6 separate regions of the Mus musculus genome follow, and all the other regions are linked to region 3. The links are chromatin contacts, called in public HiCAR-type and promoter capture Hi-C maps. All regions are on one chromosome and are shown on one strand. The core of a region is the stretch at or near the end of the contact, and the rest is flanking DNA. Distances in the headings are between cores, read along the strand shown. Region 1 holds the start of Mvb12a (multivesicular body subunit 12A). Region 2 holds the start of Jak3 (Janus kinase 3). Region 3 holds the start of Atp13a1 (ATPase type 13A1). Region 4 holds the start of Arrdc2 (arrestin domain containing 2). Region 5 holds the start of Gtpbp3 (GTP binding protein 3). Region 6 holds the start of Dda1 (DET1 and DDB1 associated 1).

The links. Promoter capture Hi-C pulls out the DNA fragments that hold promoters and counts their contacts. HiCAR-type assays count read pairs that join an accessible place to other places. Capture Hi-C pulls out chosen DNA fragments and counts their contacts.
Region 1: a HiCAR-type map of astrocytes shows a contact between it and region 3, with 4 times the contacts expected there. The contact joins the promoter of Mvb12a here to the promoter of Atp13a1 in region 3. A contact is called at or near these places in 3 of 39 promoter capture datasets (the SN4741 cell line and liver), 1 of 115 datasets of contacts at active chromatin or transcription factors (astrocytes) and 1 of 9 other capture datasets (liver).
Region 2: a promoter capture Hi-C map of hippocampal neurons shows a contact between it and region 3, with 2.6 times the contacts expected there. The contact joins the promoter of Jak3 here to the promoter of Atp13a1 in region 3. A contact is called at or near these places in 2 of 39 promoter capture datasets (hippocampal neurons and liver) and 1 of 9 other capture datasets (adipose tissue).
Region 4: a contact with region 3 is called in a promoter capture Hi-C map of liver, with 4 times the contacts expected there. The contact joins the promoter of Arrdc2 here to the promoter of Atp13a1 in region 3. A contact is called at or near these places in 5 of 39 promoter capture datasets (cranial neural crest, erythroid cells, liver and 1 more) and 1 of 9 other capture datasets (adipose tissue).
Region 5: a contact with region 3 is called in a promoter capture Hi-C map of adipose tissue, with 2.3 times the contacts expected there. The contact joins the promoter of Gtpbp3 here to the promoter of Atp13a1 in region 3. A contact is called at or near these places in 3 of 39 promoter capture datasets (hippocampal neurons and liver) and 2 of 9 other capture datasets (adipose tissue and liver).
Region 6: a promoter capture Hi-C map of embryonic stem cells shows a contact between it and region 3, with 2.3 times the contacts expected there. The contact joins the promoter of Dda1 here to the promoter of Atp13a1 in region 3. A contact is called at or near these places in 4 of 39 promoter capture datasets (embryonic stem cells, hippocampal neurons and liver) and 1 of 9 other capture datasets (liver).

What each region holds. Positions count from the first base shown.
Region 1 is chr8:71,541,510-71,544,326 of GRCm38.p6, reverse strand. Mvb12a (multivesicular body subunit 12A) reads right to left here and starts at 1,397. Exons shown (of 9, transcript NM_028617.2): 1 at 1,270-1,397; 2 at 1,096-1,194; 3 at 844-940. The coding sequence starts at 1,353.
Region 2 is chr8:71,675,017-71,678,210 of GRCm38.p6, reverse strand. It overlaps Jak3 (Janus kinase 3), which reads right to left and starts at 1,828. Exons shown (of 25, transcript NM_010589.6): 1 at 1,628-1,828.
Region 3 is chr8:69,789,513-69,792,738 of GRCm38.p6, reverse strand. Atp13a1 (ATPase type 13A1) reads right to left here and starts at 1,576. Exons shown (of 26, transcript NM_133224.2): 1 at 1,098-1,576. The coding sequence starts at 1,484.
Region 4 is chr8:70,838,231-70,841,253 of GRCm38.p6, reverse strand. It overlaps Arrdc2 (arrestin domain containing 2), which reads left to right and starts at 1,534. Exons shown (of 8, transcript NM_027560.1): 1 at 1,534-2,126; 2 at 2,209-2,275; 3 at 2,413-2,560. The coding sequence starts at 1,853.
Region 5 is chr8:71,487,289-71,490,102 of GRCm38.p6, reverse strand. It overlaps Gtpbp3 (GTP binding protein 3), which reads right to left and starts at 1,375. Exons shown (of 9, transcript NM_032544.4): 1 at 1,263-1,375; 2 at 785-1,032; 3 at 589-675. The coding sequence starts at 1,315.
Region 6 is chr8:71,467,766-71,470,830 of GRCm38.p6, reverse strand. It overlaps Dda1 (DET1 and DDB1 associated 1), which reads right to left and starts at 1,637. Exons shown (of 5, transcript NM_025600.2): 1 at 1,506-1,637. The coding sequence starts at 1,508.

The DNA.
Region 1 (2,817 bases), core at 148-2,647, 1.8 Mb before region 3:
GAACAGCAGTCTCCACACTTTGCAGATTACAAGGGGCTGGTCACAACGGCTCAGTCCCACGAATCCATGGGACTGAAGCTCTGGCCAGCTGAGGCTACACATTGAGACCCTGTCCCCCCAAACCAATTAAACACTAAGTCAAGAGACAGCTGCAAAAGGAGGATAGGAGAATTTGTGGACGCCTCCTCTGTCTGCACACTGACCTGACCCTCTGCACGGCAGCCTGCCAGCGGTCACTAAAGACACCGAGAGAACCAAGCACCATCGGGGAGGCGGGCAGCTGGGTCAGGCAGGGGAGAAGGGAGAGGGGAGGCTGAGCTATGCAGAGAACAGGGGAAGCCAGTTCCAGGTGGACTCGCAGTGCAAGAGCCTGGAAAGGAAAAGAGAATGGCCAGGAGGACTCACTCCGCCACAGAAGCAGAGGACAAGCAGCAGGGACCAGTGGCAGTGAGGAAGAGGGTGGGTATGCCAAAGACATCTGGGGTGGTTGTTGTTTGTTTAGGGGCGGGGTTTCATGTAGTGACAGGTATGCCCCACTATGCTCAAATTCTTAGGAAGAGCTGAGGCAAGGTCTCATTCTGTAGCCCAGGCTGGATACAAAGCTGCCTCAGCCTGAATGCTAAGACAGGTATGTGTCAACTATTTAATTCTGGAGTAGTGGGTTGAGATAAAGGCCTCACTCTGTAGCCTAGGCTGGCCTTGAACTCGCCACCATCCTCCTGCCTCAGCTTCCGGAGCTCTGCATTTACAGGTTGTGCCTTCCTGCTCAGCTAAGTCCTATTCCAAACATACACTAGCAGCCGTTCCCTGTGCCTGCCGCTCTCCCGTGCCCACGGATCTTACTGATATCCTGAGGGTCGTTGACTGCAGAGAAGCCTGACGGCAGTGGGCCCTTGTCCATCACGATCTGCATGTCCACTACCACATTGTCCTGAGGGTTCTGGGAGCACGAGAGGGGGCAGGTGGAAGGGGGCAGTCAGAGGGGAGGGGAAAGGTCAACGGTATGAGCAGTAAGGGTGGGAGAGAGTTGGAGAAGGGTCGAGGATGGCAGGGCGAGGGGCGGGGCAAACTCAGGCTCAGGCCACCCGTGCTCACCTCCGGGATGCCCAGCGTGCTCAGGCACAGGAAGTAGCCGGCTTTCTGCGCGAAGCCTCGGCCGAAGCTGGCCGTCCCGCCCTCCACGGTGCAGGTGATCTGCGGGACGCACAGGTCATCGGACTTCGTCCCCTTCCTGGCCCGTCCCCGCAACCCTTGCGCGCTCCCACTTACCGCGCTGAAACCCGGCGGCGGCGGCGCCGAGGCCGACGACCAAACCAAGCCAGCAAGCGGCGCCGAGTCCGTCCCGGGATCCATCCTTCCTGGGAGCTCAGAAGGCAGCTACAGCCCTCGGAGGGACCGGAACCTCGGACTACAACTCCCAGAACACCTTTGAAAGTGCTCCGCAAAGCAGCTAGTACGCATGCGCAAGCACTGCTGACCAGTCCAAAGTAACCGTGGAGACCCGCCCTCTGGACGCTTAAGATACGTTTGCGGAAAAAAGATTAGAACTCCCGCCCCTAAATCACTACCCAGTGTGCGGAGGGGGCGTTCACTTTCCGGACGGGACTACATTCCCCAGAATGCTGTGCGGCATCACCCTGTGACTCCTGCCTTCTGCAAGGAAACTTAACTGGTCTGGAGAGGAGGCCTGGTAGATATAGCCTGTCATTTCAGGGACTTAAAGAGGCGCATACAAGATGGTGAAAAAACCATACGAGATAGTTAGACTGATAACCAGTCTAATTAAGCCAATTAAAACTAAACGAGTAGCCGGGCATGGTGGCGCACGCCTTTAATCCCAACACTTGGGAGGCAGAGGCAGGCAGATTTCTGAGTTCAAGGCCAGCCTGGTCTACAGAGTGAGTTCCAGGACAGCCAAGGCTACACAGAGAAACCCTGTCTCGAAAACACCAAAAACACCAAACAAACAAACAAACAAACAAAAAAACCTACACGAGTCCTTTAATAATAGCCACATGTAGAGTAGCCAGAGCTTAGGGGTACAGCATTTTTAAAAGCAAAACACTTAAGAACCACAATTGTATCATTATCAGGGTCTTGAGTAACCTTGTAACATCCGTCTTTTTTGCAGAGATTGCAGTATTTTCCAGACACAAGACAATTATTTATGATTTACACTTCCTGTAGTTATTTTAGGTTTAGGTTTTAGCTAACACAAACATTGTCGTTAATACATCTAGACATGGTCAGGGACAAGGATAGTCCCCAGACTGTTGCCAAGACAGGTGTGGCTATTAGTGCGTGGGAGACTGAGAGTGTCTAGGCAGACACAAGTCAGTCAGAACAAGAAAGTGATGCCTTAATCATTTCTATTGCAGGAATTCGAGGTCTACCTGGGCTACAGGATACCCTGCTTTAAACAAACAGACAACAAACAAACCCCAACAAAACAAAAAAAATACTTTAAATACTAGCAAAAAGGAAATGAACCAAAAAAAGAAAAAAATAGAGTAGAAAGAAGAAGTTTGAAACACTTTCTGTTCTAGGATTTTGACCAAAGAGATCATTGTGGCTATGCAGCTGTTGACTTAAATAACAAATAATATCGCCCTGGAGGCCAGTTCACTAGCAAGCTAGGGGTTTCGTTGTTGTTCTGGTTATTTTTGTTTGTTTTGGTCGGTTGGTTTTTGAGGCAGGGTCTCTCAGGTAGCCCTGGATAGCCTAGAACTCACTATGTAGACTAGGCTAGCCTGCAACTCACAGAGATCTACCTGCCTCTGTAAGCTTTATGGTTCTTTTAGAGTGAGGGACCCTCTT
Region 2 (3,194 bases), core at 579-3,078, 1.9 Mb before region 3:
ACATCACCAATTGATCCACAGACCTCCACATCCTAGCATAGTCAGCCAAGCCAATATTCCAGGCAGGCAGGAGCAATTGACAGCAGATATAGAAACAGGTCTGAACAGGAAACAGGGGTGTACAGAAGGATGGGGACAGTTGTCTTATTCCCTACAGGTCTAAAGGTCACAGGACCATCTTGACTGGAACCAGAAGCTTCTGTGATGGGTGTCCTGTGCATAAATCTGTAGATATGCGCACAGGGACCTATGTTGTCTCCCAACCCTTTCTGGTCTCTCTTCAGCCCATTTAACCCCATGTCCAACATCTATTTTATGCTCCTCTTTGGTCCTCACAGTAGGGAGGTTCTCTGCAGTGGCCTGTGTGAAAATACACTTCCCACCCTTCAGAGCTGCTGAGGGCAAGGGGTGGGGCCTGGGCCTGAGAGAAAAGGCAGGAAACAGCCCTTCAGCTGCTCAGACCAGTCCTCAAGGCCAGGAAGAAGGCTCACAACCAAGTCCAAACAAAGCTGTGAAAAGGGTATGCTAACTGCATAAATTTGCCCTCTGGCCTCTTCATGTGCACCCCTCCCATGATAAGACAACAAAAGTAGGCATAGCAGCACACACTTTTGACCAGAAAACTCCAGAGGGGGAGGCAGAAGATTAGAAGGCCAAGGCCAAGAAGGGCAGTGGTGGCACACGTCTTTAATCCCAGCACTTGGGAGGCAGAGGCAGGTGGATTCTGAGTTGGAGGCCAGCCTGGTCTACAAAGTGAGTTCCAGGACAGCCAGGGCTACATAGAGAAACCCTGTCTCGAAAAAAGAAAGAGAGAGAGAGAGAAGTCCCAGGCCAGCGCATGAGACTGTATTTTAAAAAATAAAAAAATCTAGCTTGGCGGTGGTGGTGGTGCATGCCTTTAATCCCAGCACTCTGGAGTCAGAGGCATGTGAATCTCTGTGAGTTGGAAGCCAACCTGGGCTACAGAGTGAGTTCCAGGGCTACACAGAGAAACCCTGTCTCAAATCGAGAACTGAAGAAGTCATTAACCTATTACCAGAGGTGGTGGTACACAACTGTCATTATATGTTCAAGGTCAGACCCTGTCTCAAGAAACAAATTAGGGTGACCAACATGGCTTAGGGAGTAAAGACGCGCTTGCCACCTAGCCTGCTGGTCCCCAGGATCCACATGTTAGAAGGCGCGAACCCACTCCTCTGACCTCGGAACATGTGCAACGCACACACACGCAGAATAAAACAGATTAAAATGTTATAGAAGTGTACAAAAATAAAACCATCAACATTGTCTTCCCTGTTCTTTTGCTCCTGGGAAGGCTGCAGGAGGATTGCTATGAGTTTGGGGCTACATAGTGACTTCTAAGCCAGCAGGGCTACGGACGGAGAGCCATCCTCAAAATATAAGACATAAAACAACAAAGCGGACACGAATATTAAAGAAGTATGAGATTATACCAAATGGAAAGTTCAGGCCCTTTACTTCCCCACTCCTAGAACAGGGAGGGTGGGGTTGGGGAGCCCGCCGCGCATGCGCGCTGCTGAGCCGCCAATGCGGTGTCTAGGCAGCGCCCCGCTCCCGCTCCCGCGCCCGCACACCCGCGCCCTGAACCTGTGCCCCGCGCTCCTACCTGCAGCTGTGCCGAGGCAAAGGACAGCCGAGGCTGCGACAGGAAAGTCCCTGCTCCTTCCTGTGCGGCCCCTGAGCTTCCTGGCCGCCGTCATTTACGGAAAGTCAGGGCGCCCTGGGGGCGGGGCGGGGCGGGAAGCCCGGGGGAGACTAGAAACCTGTGCCGCAGGCCACCCTTCTGGGGTGGGAGCTGTGCAGAGACAGAAAGGCTGGGGTGCTGCTGGGGACCTGAGCTTACAGAGCACTCCCCGCCTCGGGCTCCTGTCTTTGCATGTCCTTGGAACAACCTGAGCCAGCCCGGGCAGGGACTTGCTGCGGCTAGAACACATTTCAGGCTTCAGTTTCCACTCCGCCTCCAACCTTTAACCTCCTAAAAGACACACTGCGTAATGTTTAAAAAAAAAAATTACGGGCGGAAAAAAACCAAACCTCTGGGCCTCCAGTCCTAATGAACTAAGAGGGGCCTTCTCCTGGGAAGCCCACCTGCTTGCTGGGCGTGCCCCCACTTCCTCTGAAAACCTCGCCTTTTATTCTGCTCAAAAGCTATGAGATGAGGCTTGCTAGAAGGCTGAGGAGTATACGCTATCGCCACACAAATCGACTTGAGTTCCATCACTGGAACCCACAGGTACAGCTTGGAGGATTCTGAAAAGAACTCCTAGGCCTCAGATGGTGATGGCAGGAGCCCGTTCTCCAGTCCTCCATCCCTGGCTATGCACCCTGGTGCCTCCGTTTACCCATCTGTTGCCAGTGGCAGTGTCTGCTGCATGGGGTAGAACTAAGAGTGATCCTGGGGGAGAGAACTGTGCAGCTGTGCTTCCCTAAAGCATGCCAAGTTCTGTTCTCAGATGCCCCTCCTGGTGGGTGCCTGGGACCCAGAGCATCCACAAGTCCTTTAACACCACACACAGCAGGTCAGGCCTCTGTCTGAGAGAGGATGACGTGAGGAAACAGATGCCAGGAATGGAAACGTGAAGAGATAGCAGGTGTGATGCAGACGATGAGGCAGAAGACTGGCAGAACAAACCAATATGTGCCACACAGCTCACTGGTGGAGCTCCTACCTAGAATCCCCCAGTGAGGGGCTGGGGACACGACTCAGGGGTGGAACATTTGCATAAGCACCAATACCTGAGATTTCATCCCAGTTGCCATGTAAAACAGCTGGATGGAGGTAGGAGTATGGCTGGGTTGTTACTGGCCACCAGCATAGCTCCTTCTCTGGCCCTACCCATGTAGGACACGAAGAAGACACCAACAGGCCATTGTAGCACATGTGTGACAATCCCACCACTCAGGAGGCCAAGGCAGGAGGATTGCTGCCAGTCTGAGCCAAGCCTGGTCCACATAGAAAGTTTCAGACCAGCTCAGACTATACAACTAAACCTTGTCTTACAAAATAAATTTTAAAAAAATTTTAAGAAAAGAAGAAAAAGGCAACTGTTGGGTTCTGTTACAAATAGTTCAAAGCACATGGAACATAGCAATATTTGTGAGAAGCAAGAAGCAGCAAAATAAGGGAATTAAATTTGGGGGGCAATAGGGAGCCTGCAGGGCCTGTCATCCTC
Region 3 (3,226 bases), core at 327-2,826:
GCTTACACACACACACACCCATCTATTGACCCTGGGTGCCAAGCTCAGAAATTTGGGCCCCTCTTCAGGGATAAATATTAATGAAGGAAACAGGATGCCTTCTCTTGGTACTAAGAATTCAATGCGCACACATAGCCATTGAGGGTGTATATGAGGGTACTCAGGATTTCCTTCAGTCACTGACACTGCCTCCCTTTTCTAAAGACCTACCCAGAACAGATATTGGTGTGCCAGGCTTCAAATCTGGTGATCTGTAGTGTGCTCACTGGGTATTACCCTCAACCTAGAGTACCTTAAAGTCAGTGCTTCCTGTAGTGACACTATGTTTAGAGTTCTGAATTTAGAATCACTGCACCATTCTGACAAGCCCTCATCTTAACCATACCTTACCGATAACTTGAGACTCTACGCTATTTTAAGTCACTTACAAGTAGTTCCTGGCCATCTTCAGCACCAGAATGAATTACACTCTCTTTTGGGTCTAGCAAGGGACAGACAGAAGCTGAACACTGGGCCATAGGACTTGGCTTCATACATTTGGGGGTATTACCCCACAGGTCTAATCTAACACTTAAAAAAAAAAAAAAGAAAGAAAGACCAACACAAGAGTAGAAGCCAGAAATAGTGACACAGGCTTTTAACCCGAGAACTCTGGAGGCAGAGCTAGGCGGTTCTCAGTGAGTCCTAGACGACCCAAGGCTGCATAGTGAGATCCTATCTTACAGGAAAAAAAAAAAAAGAGTAAGAAAAGAAAACCAAAACCAAGGTAGGAGATGACGGAGAAGCAAGGCGGAACCGTTCCAAGAACAATACACCATATGGGAGCTAAGAGAACAATTCACACTAACAGTAGCATATGGATCCTGCTCTAAGTGTGTTCCAGGTGTTTCTTGTGAATCAAAATAACCAGCCACAACTGCATGGCGAGTCACAGCGGGGTCAGAAGTAGGCCTGAGCCATAGGACAGGGGGCGCCGCTGGAGAATCGAGCTGTTAAGATTGGAGACTCGCAAGCCCGCGGCAGCCCGGTACCCCCGCTAGGCCCCATTGTGCCTGGGTCCCGGTCCGGGTCGGGGTCGGGCGCGCGCGCGCACTTACCGGGGTGCAGGTGAGCGCGCAGTGCGCGTGCACAGACCAATGCCCCGACAGGACAGTGAGTGCGTGCGCGAGGCAGATGGTGGCGAGCGCCAGCAGCGCGGCCTCGGGTATCTGGGTCCAGCTGCTGCCCCATCCCCAGCAACCGCTGGCGGCGGCGCCCAGCCAGGCTGGGTACAGCAGCCCGGCAAACGGCAGCACGGTGAGGCGCCGCAGAAGCGCCAGCCGCCGGTACGGCCACACGGCGGCCACCAGTTCGTCGCCGTTCGCTATGAGTGCTGGCCCGGCAGCTAGGCCCGGCCGCAATCGCGACCCAGGCTGAGGAGACCCGTTGTCCCGGGCCCCGCCAGGCCGGGCTCCGCAAGGAACCGCGTTGCCCACCACCGCCATCTTTCCCAGCGCTGCGCTGGCTTCCGGCAGAGGCACCGCCCCACTTCCGGTCTATTACTTCCGGTAAGGTCTGAGCGCCACCTTGGAATAGGAAGCGCCTAGGTAAACCGTTAGGTGGGTTAACACAAGTGTCTGTTCAGGGCGCCGCCATGACAAAGAAGGTACCAAAGGTCCAAATCAGCTTGCTAAGGTCGGCCGTGGCGAACTAAGAACGCAAAAGATGTAGACGGGCAGGGCGGGATTGACATCAGCAAGAGACCCTGAAACGGAAGAGCCCGTCCCTTCTCAGCAACTTTTCCGGCATCTATCTAGGAAAGAGCCTCCGTTTGGGGAGGAGAAAAGCTTACCCTAAGATACAAACTTTAGGACTTGGGACCTTTTGAGGGCGGGTTTGGGAGGAGGCGGAGCTTTCGCAAGGTAGGGTTGAGGGTGCCTTTTCCATGCAAGCCATACGGTAATAAGTACACAAGGTCACATTAACATAAATGGAAAATTAGGTACTTATGAAATATACTATGATGCTTTATGCAACTATTCTGTACAAGTACTGTTATTTAAACACAGCCATAAGAAGGTTTTGAAGATTTAAAAATATATAAGTATGTATCTGTCTCTGTGTGTGTGTGTGTGTGTGTGTGCGCGCGCGCGCTGTGCAGTTCCTACGGGGCCCTAAGAATTCGTCTGAGGTGGGAGCGGGTAAAAAAAAAAAAAAAAGAATGTGTCTGAATCCTGGATTTGGAGTTACAGTTAGTTGTGAGTGTGAGTTCTGGGAATTAAATACAGATCCTCTGGAAGAGCAGCCAGTGCTGATAGTGGCCGCTGCCTTTGACTCGCGAGTGCTGGCCACCCTACCCAGATCCAATATAGATCATTTTTATTCTTTTTCAATGTTATTTTGCTTGGTAGTGCAGGGCATCTCATGTATAAGCAAAGCTGAAGTAGGAAGATGACAACTTCAAGGTCATCTGAGAACTTAAGGAGACTTTTTCCAGACTTAAAAAAAAAAATAAAAGTGTTGGCTAGTTCAGTGTTAGAGTGCTTGCCCAGCATTCTTGAAATCCTGGGTTTCATTCTTTGTAAAAACAAACAAATAGAAAAACTCACACAGCCCCCTGACTGCAGCCTGCTGTTGCATAGTGATTTTCTCTCAGTTGAAATGACTGGAGGAAAGTTTGATAAGAGGACTAAGGAAGTTCTAAAGGCAGGCCTTGTCTCCTCGCTTCTCTTCACTCTATCCCACCCCAGGGGATTAGTCTCCAGTCCTTGGGCTTGGCAGCAAATGCTCTTGCCCTCTGAGCCTGCTCTCTACAGAGAGGTCCGTTAAGACTCAGGAAATAATTCAGAGGCTGAAGAAATTCCTGAAACCTTAGCAGGTGCAGCAGGCTCACTTCTCCCCGAGGTTATTAGGCAGGCAAGTTCATTGCAAGTACGGCGGAGAACTCTAGGTTTGCAGTTTGGAGTGATCACCATTTGGGGGTGTGCCTTCACCCCCAAATGACCTCTCAGTCATCCTTGCCAGCCAAGTTTAAGCAGCCACTAAGCCATATTCCTGCGATAACTCCAGTAAGCTCTCTGATTCATTGACTTGAACTTCAGTGTTTTTTTGTTTTGTTTTGTTTTGTTTTTCGAGACAGGGTTTCTCTGTGTAGCCCTGGCTGTCCTGGAACTCACTTTGTAGATCAGGATGGCCTCGAACTCAGAAATCCACCTGCCTCTGCCTTCCGAGTGCTGAACTTAAAGGT
Region 4 (3,023 bases), core at 285-2,784, 1.0 Mb before region 3:
CCCATGTCCACCAGGGGGTGCCCGTGTCTACAAATGCCGGGCAGGTTTCCCTGCAGGAGCAATTCTTCCTGTTACATTCCAGAAGGGTCTCCCTATCCCCAGGTACACTGCAGCCCTTGACTCAAAATATCAGAGTCTCCTGGATTTGCTGCCTATGCACGGCAATCCCTTTCTGGATCTGAGGGACTAAGTTCCCCTAGGCCTTATGGAAGTGGAAATTGAGGCACATCCTCCTTGTCCCTTGCCAGGGTCCTTTAGGTTGAATGGGGGTGCCCAATGCGGGGGGGGGGGGAAAGGACCAACACTTCCCTGTCCCCACCAATTCGCATCGCCGGAAACAATGGGCCTGAAAAAAGGTGCCCCAGATAGGTCTGCAGGCGGCAGCGAGTTGATGATTAAGCTGGGAGGTTCTGGCCTAGTGGACACACCTGCGAACCCAGCATCTAAGAGGCTGACACCGGAGTTCCATTGCCTTGAGTTCCCGGGCAGCCTGGGTTACAGTGTGAGATCCTGTCTGAAAACATAAGAAAAAGCCAGGCCGGGCAGGAGAGATGGCTCAGTGGCTAAGAGCACAGACTGCTCTTCCAGAGATCCTGAGTTCAATTCCCAGGAACCACACAGTGGCTCACAGCCATCTGTAATGGCTCTCTTCTGGTGTGTCTGAAGACAGCTACAGTGTACTCATATACATATACAAATAAATAAATCTTTTTTTTTTTAAGTTTAAGAAACAGTCAGGTACTAAGGCAAACGCCTATCAAGTCAGCTCTGGAAGACTGGTGGAGGATGGCAAATTCAACATCGGGCTTGGTTAGAGTACGAGATGCATTGGAGGCTATGTGAGACTTGGCCTCAGAAGAAAATAAAGCTTTCGGGTTCAGAAATCCGATTTGAGCTTTAATTCCAGCACTCGGGAAGCAGTGGCAACCTCGCCTCTATGAGTTCAAGGCCAGCCTGGTCTACACAGTGAGTTCCAGACTAGCCAAGGGAACACAAAACTACTGGCCAATCTTGTAAACAGAAGCAGGGGGACTGTCTCAAGTCCCAGGTAAGTTTGGGCTACATGAGAACCCGTCTCAAAAAGCAACAGAAAAAAAAAATAGTGACAGTTGTCACGCTGGGTGACTAAGACCAGTTTCCCTATTCCTGGGCTTCCTTGTTTGTGTATTTGCGAGACCTAAGGCGGCAGAGCCGCGCTGCAGCACCTCCCACTTAGGCTCCGGTTCAGAACCAAGCAAGGGTTATTTTGTCTGGAGCCTCGTGAGGCCACGCCCCACCGCGCTATTGGTGAAGTTCTTTCCGGTAGGCGAGGCTTTCTCTAACGCCCCGCCCCGCCCCGCCCCTCGATGCTACTGACTTTCTCGCAGGAGCTGATTTTGCCCCCTCAGACCACGCCCTTCACACGCTATTGGCCTGGTCCCTTGTAGGGGGGGGAGCTTTCTATCAGGCCACCGCCCTCGTGGAGCCTTTGGCCTAATTCTCTCAGCAGAACCAGGCTTTTTCAGGCCCCGCCTCCTCAGCGCGCTATTGGTGGAGTCTTCTCCTGAAGGTGTGGCTTTCTCCTCAGGCCATTCCTTCGCCGCGCTATTGGCCTAGTCTTTTCTGGGGTCCCGTTCCCTACTGCTGTGTTTGCGGAGTCTCTTCCGGTAGGTGCGGTCTTCTCCTCAGGCCCCGCCCTCCAACCGTCCTATAAGTGCGACGCAGCTGCGGGTCCCCAGCGGTCTTCCGTCCTGTTGTCCCGCTTGTGTGTGTACGTAGTTCGAGCCCGCTGCGTTCGCAGTCTCTAGCTCTTTCTTTTCGCGGGTTCGAGCACCTGGCCGATCTCTTTTTTGGGTTCGCGACCGTCACCGCAATGCTGTTCGATAAGGTGAAGGCGTTCGTAGTAGAGATAGACGGGGCGCGCACGGGCACCGAGCCCGTGTTCCACGGAGGCCAGGCCGTGGCAGGCCGGGTACTGTTGGAGCTTGCGGGCGCGGCACGCGTGGGCGCGCTCAGGCTGCGCGCTCGGGGCCGCGCGCGCGCGCACTGGACGGAGTCGCGCAGCGCGGGCTCCAGCACTGCTTATACTCAGAGTTACAGCGAGCGCGTGGAAGTCGTGAACCACCGCGCCACGCTGCTCGCGCCAGGTACGGGCTGGGGACCTTTTGGGGCGCACCGAGCATGCGATTCCCAGGCCTACGTCCGCTGAGCCCCGGGTCTTGTTCCTAGACTCGGGGGATATCGCCACGCTTCCCGCTGGACGCCACGAGTTTCCCTTCAGCTTCCAGCTGCCTATGTAAGCCCCACTGTCGCCTTCTGGCTGGGCATCTAGGGTTCCCTCAGCCCTGACTTCTCGGGACATCCCTCTTGTATGCCCTTCACCCCACTATCTCCTGATAGTGATCCTCTGATTACCCACTCTTGCCACCCCAGCTCCCTGGTGACATCCTTCGAGGGCAAACACGGCAGCGTCCGCTATTCCATCAAAGCCACTCTGCACCGGCCATGGGTCCCTGCACGCTGCGCCCGGAAGGTGTTCACTGTCATTGAACCTGTGGACATAAACACACCTGCCCTGCTGGCAAGTGGCTGCCCCATGGGGGTTGGGGTCCAGCCTGGCTGCTTGACACCTTTTAGATTTGAGGGTCTCAAATGACCTCTGTAACAGGGAGCCAGGAGTTAGTGGTGAGTTTAAAACCCACTATAGGTAAGTGCAAATTCTGAGGGTGCTCACCTGCTGTGTGCCTCTGGGAAGGTATCTTGCTCTTTCCCAGCCTCAGATACCCCATTTGGAAAGCAGGATATGATAGGGCTATTTTTGTTTTTGTGTTTGCTTTTGTCTTTACTGGTTTTGGGTTTTGCTTTATTTCTTTTTCTTTTCTTGTTTGTTTTTGTTTTTTGTTTTGTTTTGTTTTGGTTTTTTTGAAACAGGGTTTCTCTGTATAGCCCTGGATGTCCTGGAACTCACTTTGTAGATAAGGCTGGCCTCGAACTCAGAAATCTGCCTGCCTCTGCCTACCAAGTGCTGGAATTAAAGGCATGTG
Region 5 (2,814 bases), core at 126-2,625, 1.7 Mb before region 3:
TATCTCTCTTAGAACCCAGGCCAGCAAGCTGTTGAGGTCACCTGCAGTTGCCCCTCCCCATCAGTGCTGATTACACACGCAGGCCCCAGACTGACAGAGTGCTGGCCATCAGGGGCTTCCTGTGGCAAACTTGTTGGATGAACACACATTAAGTAAAGGTGACACAATTCTTTCTGAAAAGGCAAGACCCTCCCTATCCCCACCACCCAGAAATCACAGAAAGCCTGGTTGTACGCTGGTACATCGTACCAGCTACTCATCAACTCCCTAAATAGGACTTAGCACTTCCTCCAAACAACTACCACCAAACATGCACTTGAGTCTGAGCTTTCCTCAAAGTCCTCCCCATGCTGAAGTCTCTGCGTGTGTGTGTGACACCAGGAAGTCAAAAGACAGCCTGCAGGAATCAATTCTCACCTTTCACCACTCGGGTTCACATTTGGCAACAATCACCTTTACTGGCAGAGTCATCTAGAAGGCCTGGGTTAATATGATACATCTCTTCTCCCAAATGACAATGTGTTTTGCAGTCTATCTCCAATACCTTTTAGTCTCCCCCAGGAACAGTGCCACTCAACAGAGCCTCACCCAATGCCTGCAAGACACCGCTGACCACCGCAGGACCTCCGTGTACGTGAAACTCCACGCAATCCTCACCCGTGAAACTCTGGGGTCCTTGTATGGAAAAAAGCAGAGTTAGGGGATGGGCACGACCCGGGCTGACTCCTGGAGGGGACTGAGACCCGGACACGAGCGCCGTGGGCTCCCGGATCCGGCCCCTCACCTGGGAACCAGAGGACGAGTGAGCGGTCCAGTGGCTCCCCGGAGCACGGGTGGCGGAGAAGGCGCAGGCAGGCTCTGCGGGCAGGAGGCGGCTCCTGGAGCGCCGTGAGGCTGCGGAGCGCGAGCCCGCTAGCTGGACCGCTGGTGCGGATCACTGCGATGGCGCAGCGTCCCTGGCCGGAGCTGAGTGCGAAGATGGTGCTGCTGGGGACTAAGGACTCTGCACTGGTGCTGCAGCGTGCGCACAGCCTGGAGATCGGAAAGGAAACGAGTAAGCGCATCCAGAAACCCGAGCCTCGGGGTGAACATGGACGGAGGGATGGTCGCCCGTTGATGCCCAAGCTGTACGAGCGGTGGCCAGGCGATGGGCTTGGAAAGACACGGCAGCTGCGGGAGGAGGAACGGGGTCTGGAACTTCAGGGGCAAACCTGGGTCCTAAAGCAACGTCTAGCGCGTGACAGCGGGTCCGTGCCACTCACCTGAGGGGCGCCCACGCCGCCTGGGTCACCAGGGCGCTCAGCCCACGCCACATGGATTTCCAATTTTGCAAGCACCTTGGCCGACACTCCCGCAGGGCTTCAAGTTCGGGAAGAAAGTCCTGCCCCTTTGCGGTGTGACTTAGCGGTACGACTCTCAACTACCATTGGATCGCCTATAGGAGGTCCCGCCCTCTATCTATAGATTTTGATTCCTATTGGCTGATCCAAGGGAAACGAAGTTGGGATGCGGGTGTGTACAACGCAAGAGTGTCCCGCGGAAACACAGAGCAAAGTTTTCGGTTCCTAGAGCAACAGGTATCTGACACAATAGTGGGAGGAAGAAAATGCAGGATATATCTCAGCGGTGGTTCGAGCCCTTCTTTTCCTTGTGCCCATTCCGTAGTCTTAGAGAAGCTAAGAAGCTATGTGTGCGCTCCGACTGTAAAGTCCATGAAAGGCAGCGCAGAAGGCACTTGCTGCCAAACTTGACAATCTGAGTTCTATCCCCGGGATCAGCTTAGTGAAGGAGACCAGACTTGTGCAAGTTGTCCTTTCACCATCACGAGGGAGGTGGGGTCGGGGTATTCTACACCCAGTTAGAGACAGAAAACTCAAAGCATCTTAGTGACTGCAGGGGATGAGTTCCGGGAGAAGCCACGCCCTAGGTCAGGGAAAATCTGGTCCAAACTTCTGGGAAGTTTCTTCCTGGCCCTTCTTGTGTCTCTTCACTGATCCCCGCTACCCCATCTTTGCCAGCTGCAGCTCCTGGGCAAGTATCTTTAGCCAGGCGCCATCCCCAGGCAAGGAAGCCTTTCTGGCGGTTCCAGCCCAGCTCCAGCCCTGGCTTCCCCGCCCTCTTCGGGGTCCCGGTTGGCCGCAGGTCCGATGTGTGTTCCGGGATAGGCATCCTGGGGCCTCCAGTTAACTTCGGGTTAACCCGGGACAGCACTGAACTGCGGGGTGAAGGAGCAGGCTCGAATACCAGGTTCTGGGCGGGCGGGGCTTCGCGAGCGCCCTCGCACTGCCAATTCTCTGGTTCTCGACTTGTGCGGGCGGGCGCTCTTTAGTTAGTGCTGCCGGGTACAGTATAGTCTCAAAGCCCTCAGGTTCCCATCTGCCCTACTTTCAGTCTGTGAAACAGGGACAGTGACGTTGTCCATCTCCTGTGGTCCCATCTTTTTTGTTTGTTTGTGTGTTTGTTTTTGTTTTGTTTTTTTCGAGACAGGGTTTCTCTGTGTAGCCCTGGCTGTCCTGGAACTCACTCTGTAGACCAGGCTGGCCTGGAACTCAGAAATCCGCCTGCCTCTGCCTCCCAAGTGCTGGGATTAAAAGCGTGCGCCACCAGTGCCCGGCCCCCGTGGTTCCATCTTAACACGTTTAGAGCAAGTGCTCATTACCTACTAAGTGCTCACAGGACTTCAGGGTGGGCCACTCTGAAGTGGGAAAACATGGGAGATCAGGGCTGTGGGTTTTGGTGCTTGCTTCTAAGTCTGACGACCTGAGTTCAATCCCCTGGACCCACATGGTGGAAAGAATCAGTTTCCACAGGTGT
Region 6 (3,065 bases), core at 388-2,887, 1.7 Mb before region 3:
CCCAGGCCAGAGCACTGCTATAGACATGGGGCTCCAGAACCAAGGTACCTGGGTCCATTAGCCTAGAGGGTGTTATGTGTGGCTTGGTAGCAAAAGCTAGGCTAGTGTGGGGTCCAGGCAAGTCTGGGGCAGCCATGCAGAAGACTGTCTTGTTCTACTTATGCCCCCCACAGCTGTCACCCCAGTACTTGGGAGGTGGAAGCAACAAGATGGGGGCTGGGGGAGCGCAAGGCTAGCAGAGATCCCTCAGGTTAAGGCATGAGTGTGTACCTGTCTGCATTTCTAAAGGAAGACAGAACCTCCTCCTGTGAGCTAATAAGGCCTCAAGACATAGGTGTAAACTCCCCCATGGGCCTTTGAGGTCAAGGGAAGCCACACAGGCAGAGGTGCAGCTGATGCAAAGGTCCTGGGACAGAAGGGACTTGGGAACCAGAGGAAGTGGCCACTAGGAAAGGGCTAAGCAGGTGGGGATGAGGTCACAAAGCAGGGTGCTGCCCATGAAAGGAAGCCAGGCACAGACTCACCACAGGGGGGTTCAAGGATGCCTGATATGTTAGAAAGCGCACAAAGTGTCCTTTTTGAAAACCTGATTCTAAGTAAATTAAAGATGGCCAAAGGGCTGGGATGGGAGAGGGTAGGGAGGAAGTGGAACAGGCCTCTGGAAAGCACAACTCTCCCTGTCTAGAAACTCTTCTGTGGGGTTCACTACCTATTCTCCAGGGTGCGGGCTGGCATATGGGGTCTGGACTCATCATTGCCCAACTGTGAGGGATGGCCACTGCCTCAGGTCACAGATGGGAACCCCAATCCCAAAGAACCACGGAAGCCTCAACCCCGGAGCAGGTTTTGAACTCCCAGCTGGTTACAGGAATCACGTCACTTGAGGACTGGGGGACAGCGAGGGAAGAATGTCCCTTAGCTCATCTGTGGGCAGGTGCCTGTGTTAGCCCCTGTGGATACCCCATCCTAAGGGGTGGGCACCCTCATTTTGCAAAAAGGAAGAAGAAGGACAAGTGTGGGCTCGAGATGAGAGAAAGGGGTGGGAACCTGGTCTGGCGCGATGTCGCACCTCCTTTAGTGACAAAGCCCTGTATGTGACAGTGACAACCCCCTCCCTACGATGAACCAAGACCCGCACCTCAAACGCCCGGAACCCGAGGAGCCATGTCGAGGAACAGCCCGGAGCGGGAGGGGGGCTGTCTCAAGGGACCCCACCCCATCGCAAGCGATTTCCGGGAGGGGGAGACAAGAGACAGTCGCGACCCGGAAATGAATGAGTTGTCAGGGCCTGGAAGCATACCTAGGGTCAGGGTTCGCAGAAAGAGCTCTAGTGGGGTCTATGGGCAGCCCTCGGAGGGATCGGGGGAAGGGTCATAGGTCACAGGTCAGCGTGAGGGGCGGGGCCGGGGCTGGTGGGGGGGGATAGGGCGGGGAGCCTTCAGAGACAGTGGGGGACCCCATGGCGCCATGCCGGGCAGTAAGGGAGGCCGCATGGCCGCGCTCACCATCGTCCGCGTCTTCTGCCACCCGGACCGCCGCCGCCGCCGCCGCCGCCGCAGCCGCAGCCTCCTTCCCAGTAGCCGCCGCACAGCCACTTCCAGCCGCCGCGCAGCTCACTCCGATGGCGACAGCACCGCGCGTCATTGGCCCGCGTGGTGGCCCCGCCCTTCACGGCGGCCGCGCCCGACGCGCTCCCATTGGCCGACCGGTGCTCGTTCGCGTTATAATTGGTCTCTGCATCTCCGCCTTCGTCGTCGAGTTCGGTTGAAGGATCAAACCCCGCCCGGGGCTTGGGAAGTAAGAACTTGAGATCCGGACGTGGGTGGCGACCCGCGCGATGCGTCCTGGGAGTTGTAGTTCACAGGTCGCCAGCGATGCGGCAGGGCTCTGCTCCTTCTAGGAGCTGCTCCACCTTTTCTATGATGTCCCTGGAAGGCTCATTGTAATGAGTTCATCCAACTCACAGCCTCCTATGCTGGATCTCAACCTACAGTTCATTTTTTTGAGGTCTCATAGTACAGGCTGACTTTAAACATGCAGCAATCCTCCTGCCTCAGCCACCCGAATTCCTGGGATGGCAGAAGTAAGGCTTTTGTTATTTTAGGTAGAGCTAACATGGACTTATTAAGAAAATGTAGGGCTGGAGAATTGGCTCAAAGGTTAAGAGCACTGGTTGTTCTTCCAGAGGTCCTGAGTTCAATTCCCAGCTAACCATCTATAATGAGGTTTGGTGCACTCTTCTGGCCAGCAGGCATACATGTAGGTAGAACGCTGCATGCATAAACAAGTCTTTAAACAAACAAACAAACAAATAAATACATGAGAGGAAATGTGGGGGTAGGGGCACATTCCTTTAATCCCAACACACAGGAGGTAGAAGTGATGGATCTCAGAATTTGAGGCCTGCCTGGTCTACAGAGCAAGACTTCCAGCACAGCATACCTTGTCTCAGAAAAAGTTGTATAACATTTTAAGAATTATGAGTGTGTGTGTGTGTGTGTACACAACAGTCTTCATGTAACGAGGGCTACTTTTTGGGAGTCCTTTCCACCCTGTGTGGTCCAGGATCAAGGTCTGGTCATCTGGCATGGTGATAAGAGCTTTTTATAGTTGAGCCACCTGGCCAGCCTCCTAATTTCATGTTTTTAAGACAGGTCTGTGTAGCCTAGGCTGGATCTGGAATTCCCTTAGGATGTAGCTATCTCCTCCTGAGTGCTGGAATGACACACATGCACCCAGGGTTTTACTTGTACTGTGGCTGCCCTGGCACTCTGAAGACCAGGCTAGCCTCAATTTCACAGATCTGCCTGCCTCTGCCCCACCTAGTGCTGGGATTAAAGGTGTACACCAGCAACACTCAGCTTTTTTTTTTTTTTAAGATTTATTTATTATATGTAAGTACACTGTAGCTGTCTTCAGACACACCAGAAGAGGGCGTCAGATCTTGTTACAGATGGTTGTGAGCCACCATGTGGTTGCTGGGATTTGAACTCCAGACCTTCGGAAGAGCAGTTGGGTGCTCTTACCCACTGAGCCATCTCACCAGCCCCCTGACACTCAGCTTT